2 separate regions of the Zea mays genome follow, and region 2 is linked to region 1. The links are chromatin contacts, called in public Hi-C maps. All regions are on one chromosome and are shown on one strand. The core of a region is the stretch at or near the end of the contact, and the rest is flanking DNA. Distances in the headings are between cores, read along the strand shown.

Region 1 (3,843 bases), core at 622-3,121:
ACACATACTTAACATAACATCAAAATCAACGGTTCAGATCGTTGAATAACATTATCTCTCTTGCGCACTCAAATCTAATGGACAATATTATTTGAATCGGCCTTCAGCCCTCCCGTCCCCACATCCACACCACCGTCAACCCTCCCCTGGTGCCCCCATCGTCGTCGTTCACCCCACTCTTCCCCTTCTTAGGAACGTAGCGTTAGCACATGCTATATACTAGTAATAAAATAGTATAGTTAGCTAACAAGCCGATAGGGCTGGACACACGGACACCCGACGCACACGGACCACGCGACACGTGTTGCCCACTGCCTAGTCATGACGCTCACGTCGTCGCGCGTCTGTGCAACCATACCCTCCACGTGATCGTCGTTCGCTATCTCGCCAATCCAGCCCTCTAGGATTCCAGCGCCCATGGCGCCACTGCTCAGCCTCCAGGGCACGCACGGTCGAGCAATCAGGATTCATGTTATGATGTGGCCGTCGTTCTTATTTCTCAACTTGTGAAGTGCTAATCTGCACCGATGTATATTATCTAACGCCTTAGATATTTTTAAAACCAATTTCAATGCACATTATCATTTACATATGAAGTACTAATTTGCTCCGCTGCATACCATATAATTTTTGATATAGTCTAGAGGGCCTACTATGATTAGTTTGCTTGGGGGCTCTCAAAATCATAGGACCGGGACTGATTATTGGGCGCCATTGTATCACACTTTCGTTTATATAAATGACGGGGGTGCAGGGTGCAAGCGCCGGATACAAAGTGGGGTAACTCAACGAGGGTCGAGGGGTACAATTTTACAGGTACAAGTAACTCCCAAATTAAAATATTGTTCCTAGACTCAATCAGTGGTACAATCAGGCTCACTGTCTGTAAACAACAACAAAAAAAAACATCCATAGCGCAACTCCCAAAAATACTGTTCCTACTTCCTAGACTCAAAACATTCATGGCGCAGCTCTCGAAGTTCAAGTTGTTCTAAAATCTAGTTCTATAAAGTTTTGGAGCTCTCCTAATTAAATCGACCCATAGCTACTAATCTAGTCGTGAAAGGCAAGATCCGAATCTAGTATGGGCTTTGTGTTCAGTATGTGTGTGCGTGAGACAAGAATCCAATCCTGTAGTATATGCTATCGGACATAGGAGTAACACGAAATAATAACAACCAGCTTTATTTAGACTCTTGCTATGGGACATGCATGCACATACGATGCATGAATGTCGTGGACCGTGGTCGTGGCGGCATCCAACTGGGCCGTCCGGTCACCGGATAGATCGAGCCTACGCCGGCCTGCTATAATCTGCAAAGCCCGAGAGAGCGTGCGGCTCAGAAACCGCAGAAGTCGTCGGCCCTGGGCTGGCCCGGCTGACCGATCTGCGCGCAGCCCTCGGTGCAGGCGGCCGCGCAGTCGAACTTGTCCGCCGCGCTCGCGCCGAGGGTCATGCACCGGTTCTTCATGCAGTCGCAGAAGCATCCCGGCCGTTCCGCTTCCGCCCCGCTCTTCTCCGCCGCCAGGACCGCGGCAACCGCCACGGCCAGGCACAGCATAGCCGCCGCCGCTCTTCTGGACGCGGCCATCGTCTCGGCCTACGAGTTTGTTCCCTTCCGTCTAGCACACAAGTGATCTTGGCGATCTGCGTGCATGTGTAAGGGCAATTGGTCCTATTCAAGGGCACGGGAATGGTCGGACAGGAGTGAGAGTAGGCGTATCTTTTTTTTTCTTCGCATGGTAATTTTTGCGCTGTTTGTACATCCAAACCATGCACACATGACAATTCCAAATTCTTCGATCTCTCTCTCTTTCTCTCCTTGTTTCCCCGTTCATAGGTTTTGAAATCTCGTGGCATTTTACGCCTGTGTTGGGGAACAAAAAAAAACTCTTATTTTTTTGTTGCGAAAGAGAAGAAAGGACTCACATGCATGTTGCACAAGACCCATCCCAAATGATAAATGTCCCCGGCAGCTCTCACATATGATCGCGGATACGCAAAATGTGTAACAAATACGTGTTTCGTCTAGCAGCTCACGTTATACATGTCCAACTATGCGTGCCGAGACAGCCCGGCCCGAACACGCATTGGCCCGGCCCAACTATAACGTGCCCAGGCACGGCACGGATACACCCTCGTGCCGGGTCGGACCGTCACGTGGGCTGAAGGAGGAGCTCAGACTCGGCACGCCAGCTATTACATGGGCCGGGTCGGGCTTGGAGCACGGTAAGCCCATCAGTACGTGTCGGGCCCATGCCATCTAAAAAAACACAGAAATTGTAGCATCACAGAAACTTCCCATTTATACACAGAAATACACAGAGATTGTACATTGAAATACACATAAATACAACTTAATTCAGCTCTTGAAGATACCAAAATAGTATACATAATCTCAGAAGAACCATATGAAAATCTTAGAACATCACAGAACTCAGAACATAAGATAAATAGGTAATATAAAATTTAATTGGGGCCTTAGTGCAATGTTGCCTCATTAAAAACCTTCCTAGGTAAAAACTCACACCTCGTGAGAAAACCCTAGAAAGGAAAAGAGTACAACCAGCTCCTTATAAAGTTTATAGTCCAGTTCACAGTCCATGTTCATGGTTATTACAAAACAACATACATAGATATAAAACTAGAAGTTCAAGTTTTTTCCTTCCTCCTTCCCCCTTGCTCATCTTTGCTTCCTTCTTGAACCTTTCTCTTGCTCCCAGGTGATAATTCCTGCTCATCATCGAGATACATAGCTTCAAAAATTGCCTCAAGGTCCTTGGTTTCCTTCTCCACAGTATGTTGCTTGTGTTGGTCAGCCAGTTCCCAGTCCTTGATGCATGAGAGCACCTCCACCATGTCCGTTGTCAGTCGTTGTCGCCGCTCCTCGAGAACCCTGCTAGCTAGACTGAAAGTGGATTCTGAAGATATAGTAGAGATAGGGACAGTCATAATATCTCTAGCAAGTATAGAAAGATTTGGATAAGTCTGATTATGGCGCTGCCACCAGCTAAGTATGTTAAAATCTGGACCAAACTTAGTTTCAGTGTCACTATCTAGGTAAGAAGAGAGCTCAGATAGAGAAGATGAACTACCAGGTGTACCTGCACCAGGTATACTACCAGTACAATGTTAGCTACTGCTAATGGAAGGAGAAGATAGTAGAGAGGGAGCAGAGGTAGGAGACGAGAATAGGGGAGGAACAGGGACGTTGTATTGATTCATAGTAAAGTTCATACATGGTTCTTCCTGTCCCAAGGCAACAGCATATATGAGACTACTTAGAAACATGGCCCACCAACTAGTGACCAAAGGACATAGCCCTACACGCGAGACTCTTACACCCACACAGGACAACAACAACATGGCTGCACTTAGTTACACCCACTCAGGACCTGCGACTCAAACATCGTGTCTTCCACGCTCACCAGGATGGAGTTCCTCATGTGGAGTATCTGACAATGGTGGTGTAACATTCCCTACTCCTTAAAATTCAACTTGCCCTCAAGTCGATGTAGAATCTGAGCACATCCATGATCCTGATGCCCTGAGTGAAGCAGCATGTGTTCCTAGGTAGCCAGATCCAACGAAAGTCCTGACCAAGCCACGAGCACTTGCTGCACAACATGGTTTGGACACTCAAAACCTAGCAGCAAGCTTGAGTTGCGAGACATGTAGCACTGAGTGGATACGTCTTGAATCTAGAAGTTGCAGGTAGTAAGCAACATTGCCCACACGAGCCAAAACCTGGTAAAGCCAGAAGTATTGTAAACACCGATCACACTTATACATAGGAGACGACGATGGTTCTGTTGGGTTTGGGAGCCTTATGATGTGCATTC
Region 2 (3,736 bases), core at 595-3,094, 210 kb before region 1:
TCCACATGAGCTACTCAGCATGATCAATTGCATTATCTTGATGTACTTATTCCATAATGTTTTCGTGACTATAGCAAGCTCCAAGTAATGTTGCATTAAAACTTTAAAGATGAGCCTAGATTGCCTGCGACTTAAGGCGACTGATATTTACACTGTGAAACCTAGAGGATTGATCAATTAGAAAATGAAAACAGTGAGTTGGCTACCAAAATCTTAACAGGAACAAACTTAGTCCCACATGAACATGTTTTTGTAATGACCAATAGACCACATTTACTAACCTCTTGTCTCAAAATATTCAGAGCCTGCCCCACATAAGGGACCCACTCCTCAGGAACAAATTCTCTGACTTCATTCACAGCTGCTGCCGTTCTCAATGGATCATAGATCACTGGACCTTTTCCCTTCACAATGTCAAAAGGTATGTTCATCCCAGGAAGTGGAGTAAGGATGTCCGAGAACAAGATGACCTAATAAAAGCACATGAAAAATATTAGCACAACACCAAAGACCAACAGATATTGGGAAATATCTGAAATTCATATACTCCGTGTAAGCTTTGTGATAAATTTCTAAACAGAGACCTTAAACAACATACACAAAAAGCTAAAGTCTGCAGCTTACTCCATCAGGCTTGAAAACCTTCCATGGTTGCAAAGAGATCTCAACAACTAGGTCGACATTTTCTGATCTTTCACGGAACGAAGGATACCGCTCGCAGAGCAATTGGTAGCTCTGCAGAAAAAAACGAAGGGTAATAAGTTAGTAAGGATGGGTGTTCAGTTGTTCACTATCGGTTGCACAAATAAAGCATGCCTTTAAAGGAAACATAGACCCATCCCGGTTCAAAAAGACATGGCTAACTTGGCATTGTTATATAAATCGTGAGTCACAGACACAAAGTTGTAATGGTTCTGAAAAGGCGAACAAGCTCAGTACCAGGATCATTTAGATCAACATGCAATCACTAGGTCTGTTGTGCGTGAACGGGAATCGGCATTCAATTTAAAATAGCAAAATGATTTTGCAGGGAGTTTTGATGATGACTTTTAATAGTTCCCCCTTGACTAGTCCACTTTTCCGCATGCCACTGGAACCTACATCACAGCACCCTACAAACATTTAGCATTTATGTTCCCTTCTATGAAGAATGTTGGCTAAATTCCTTATGTCTCACATGCATGATACATTGTTGATCACTTTTCGAGACTATGACTATATAACACTACCAACCAATTTAAGATCATTCCTCGAGCTGCGCACTGGCATGTTAACTACAAAAATGCTTAGCAGACATACAGATAAAATCGTCACAAAATGGAAGTGAACTTGCCTTCATGTACCTCCCGGCCTGCCTCATGAGCCAGACGGGTGGCCTCTCGACCTTCCTCCCTCTGATTGCGCTCACCAGCAGCGGCTCTTCCGCCGTCCTGGGCGAGGCCTCCTCCACTACCGCCTCTGGAGCACCATCACGTCGAAAGAGCAGCTAAATTAACTTCTCAGCACAAGCATCCCAACCTGTGAGCAGAACAGAAGAAGCTTCACCTCCGACGGCGCTGCAGCGGACGGCCGTGAGCTGCCTGCGTCTGGGCCCGGCGCGGGCGGACCTGCCGCGGAAGAGGGAGGTGGACGGCAGCGAGAGCGGCGGACACGCTGTTGCCATTGGGGCGGGATCCGAGGTGCTGCAGCGGTCGCGGACGGGCAAGGGGGTCGCGGCGTTGGGTCGGGGAGGCGACGACTTGGCTTGCTTGGCTTGGCAAGTTGGCTCAGCCGCTCAGGCGACGGAGAATCGGAAGGGGATGTGAATGGGATCAGGTTGGATGAGAGACGATCTGAGATGAGATGAACGGAGATCGTGGGGATGAGATGGTGGATAATAGCGTGGGCCATCGTGGCCTGTTAGGCCCAGTTCGCTTGGATCTAGATCGAAGAGTTTTATACGTAATTAAATCCTTCTATTCAATTTTGATTAGAAAAGAATTTAATTAATTTAATTTTTTCTAGTCCTTTTCAATCTACTCGTAACCAAATCAATTCCAGTTAGACCGACCTATCTAGCATTTTTCTCGGGTCCTTTTTTTTAAACTTGTAGAAAATAACTATGGTGATAATTTTATAATATCTAGTAAATATGTACATACGGAAAATATGTGATTATAACTACAAAAAAATCATCATATATTATAATATTAAAGATTTTTAATACTTAAAGTACTAAATTATTTAGTTATAAGACATCATGATCATTTTTAAAAATACTATATATGTCATCGTTTGAAGCATACATATAGGTATTGGAAAGATGTCTCCAAGCATCACATAGAAGGAAATCATCGAAGGTCCAACTACTACCGAACACACGCTTCTGAGGTCCTATACTTAGGACCTACCTTGGATCTAACAACGATAGAGGCACACCATCCTTGCGAGCTTGATATCAAACCCACCGAAAGAGTAAAGTTATTTGAGTCATCTCATCTCAAAACACATGGCCTAAAACCCTAGGCTCCCAGAGCCTCGATACACTCTAAGATTCAGGACACTTTCACACTTAAGTTTGTTTGAGCACTGTCGTCCATAAGGGATACCTAAAATCTAGGGTCCCTAGCCTTCAGACACTCCTAATAGCAGTAAACTTATATATTCTTTGCCCCTTGATCTCTAAGCTTCCCAGTTTCGGAGAATTCAAGAAGCTCCTACAATGGTTGTATGGAGACGCCCGTAAGTCAAAGAAATGCAGTTCACCCCCAGCAAGGGCATGATAACTGAAAGGGAAATATGGTTTAACCTTTTCCTATAAATAATTTTGGTGATTGAATGCCCAACACAAATAATCGAACTAACTAGTTTGCTCTAAAGTATATGATATACATGTGCATAAAGGTTCAACATAAACCAATAAAAGATTGAAGAAAGTGTTCAAATTCAAAGGAGCAAAGAAACCGAGTGTGCCCTGGTCTAGCGCATCGAACTGTCCGGTGCACCAGGACCGTACAGTGTCCAACTCTCAACTCTCGGGTTTCTCAGAGCGTGCTTCGCTATAATTCACCGGACTGTCCAGTGTGCCACCGGACTGTCCGGTTCACCAACGGAGCAACGGCTCCTTCGCGCAACGGTCGACTGTAAAAGCTGAAGTTTTAGAGGAACAGTGCGCAACAGTGCGCGGCAGAACAGAGCCGCCCGTTAGAGGCGCAGGACAGTGAACAGTACCTATCCAATGCGACACTGGACTGTCCGGTGCCACTAGAAGACAAAGCCTTCAACGGTCGACGGCGCCCGAACCCTAACGGTTGGGTGACGTGGCTGGCGCACCGGACAATGTCCGGTGGCGCACTGGACTGTCCGGTGCGCCATCGACAACAGCCATCCCCAACAGCTATGTGGTGGTTGAGGGCTATAAATACCCCACAACCACCACCACTCCAAGCATCAAAGTTTCTAGCACTTCACATTCAATACAAGAGCTCGTGTTCTTTGAGCTCTTGTTTCTTGGATCGCTTTCTTCTTCCTCATCCTTGTTCTTAAAGTGACTTGTAATCAAGGCAAGAGACACCAAGTGCGTGGTGGTCCTTGCGGGGTCTAAGTGACCCGTTTGATTAAGGAAAAAGCTCACTCAGGAAAGGGTTGAAAGAGACCCGGTCTTTGTGACCACCTCAACGGGGACTAGGTTCTTTGGAACCAAACCTCGGTAAAACAAATCACCGTGTTCATTCGCTTTAATTCTTTGTTGATTTGT

The links. Hi-C and Micro-C count contacts between places; a contact is called where the count stands out from the background.
Region 2: a Hi-C map of tassel shows a contact between it and region 1, with 4 times the contacts expected there. The contact joins the promoter of LOC542606 here to the promoter of LOC103634619 in region 1. A contact is called at or near these places in 4 of 25 Hi-C or Micro-C datasets (ear, leaf, tassel and 1 more).

The regions. Positions count from the first base shown.
Region 1 is chr1:56,470,321-56,474,163 of Zm-B73-REFERENCE-NAM-5.0, reverse strand. It overlaps LOC103634619, which reads right to left and starts at 1,871. Exons shown (of 1, transcript XM_008657178.3): 1 at 1,121-1,871. The coding sequence starts at 1,592. The coding sequence ends at 1,341.
Region 2 is chr1:56,675,904-56,679,639 of Zm-B73-REFERENCE-NAM-5.0, reverse strand. LOC542606 (lesion22) reads right to left here and starts at 1,844. Exons shown (of 6, transcript NM_001112140.2): 1 at 1,546-1,844; 2 at 1,334-1,458; 3 at 625-735; 4 at 282-470. The coding sequence starts at 1,663.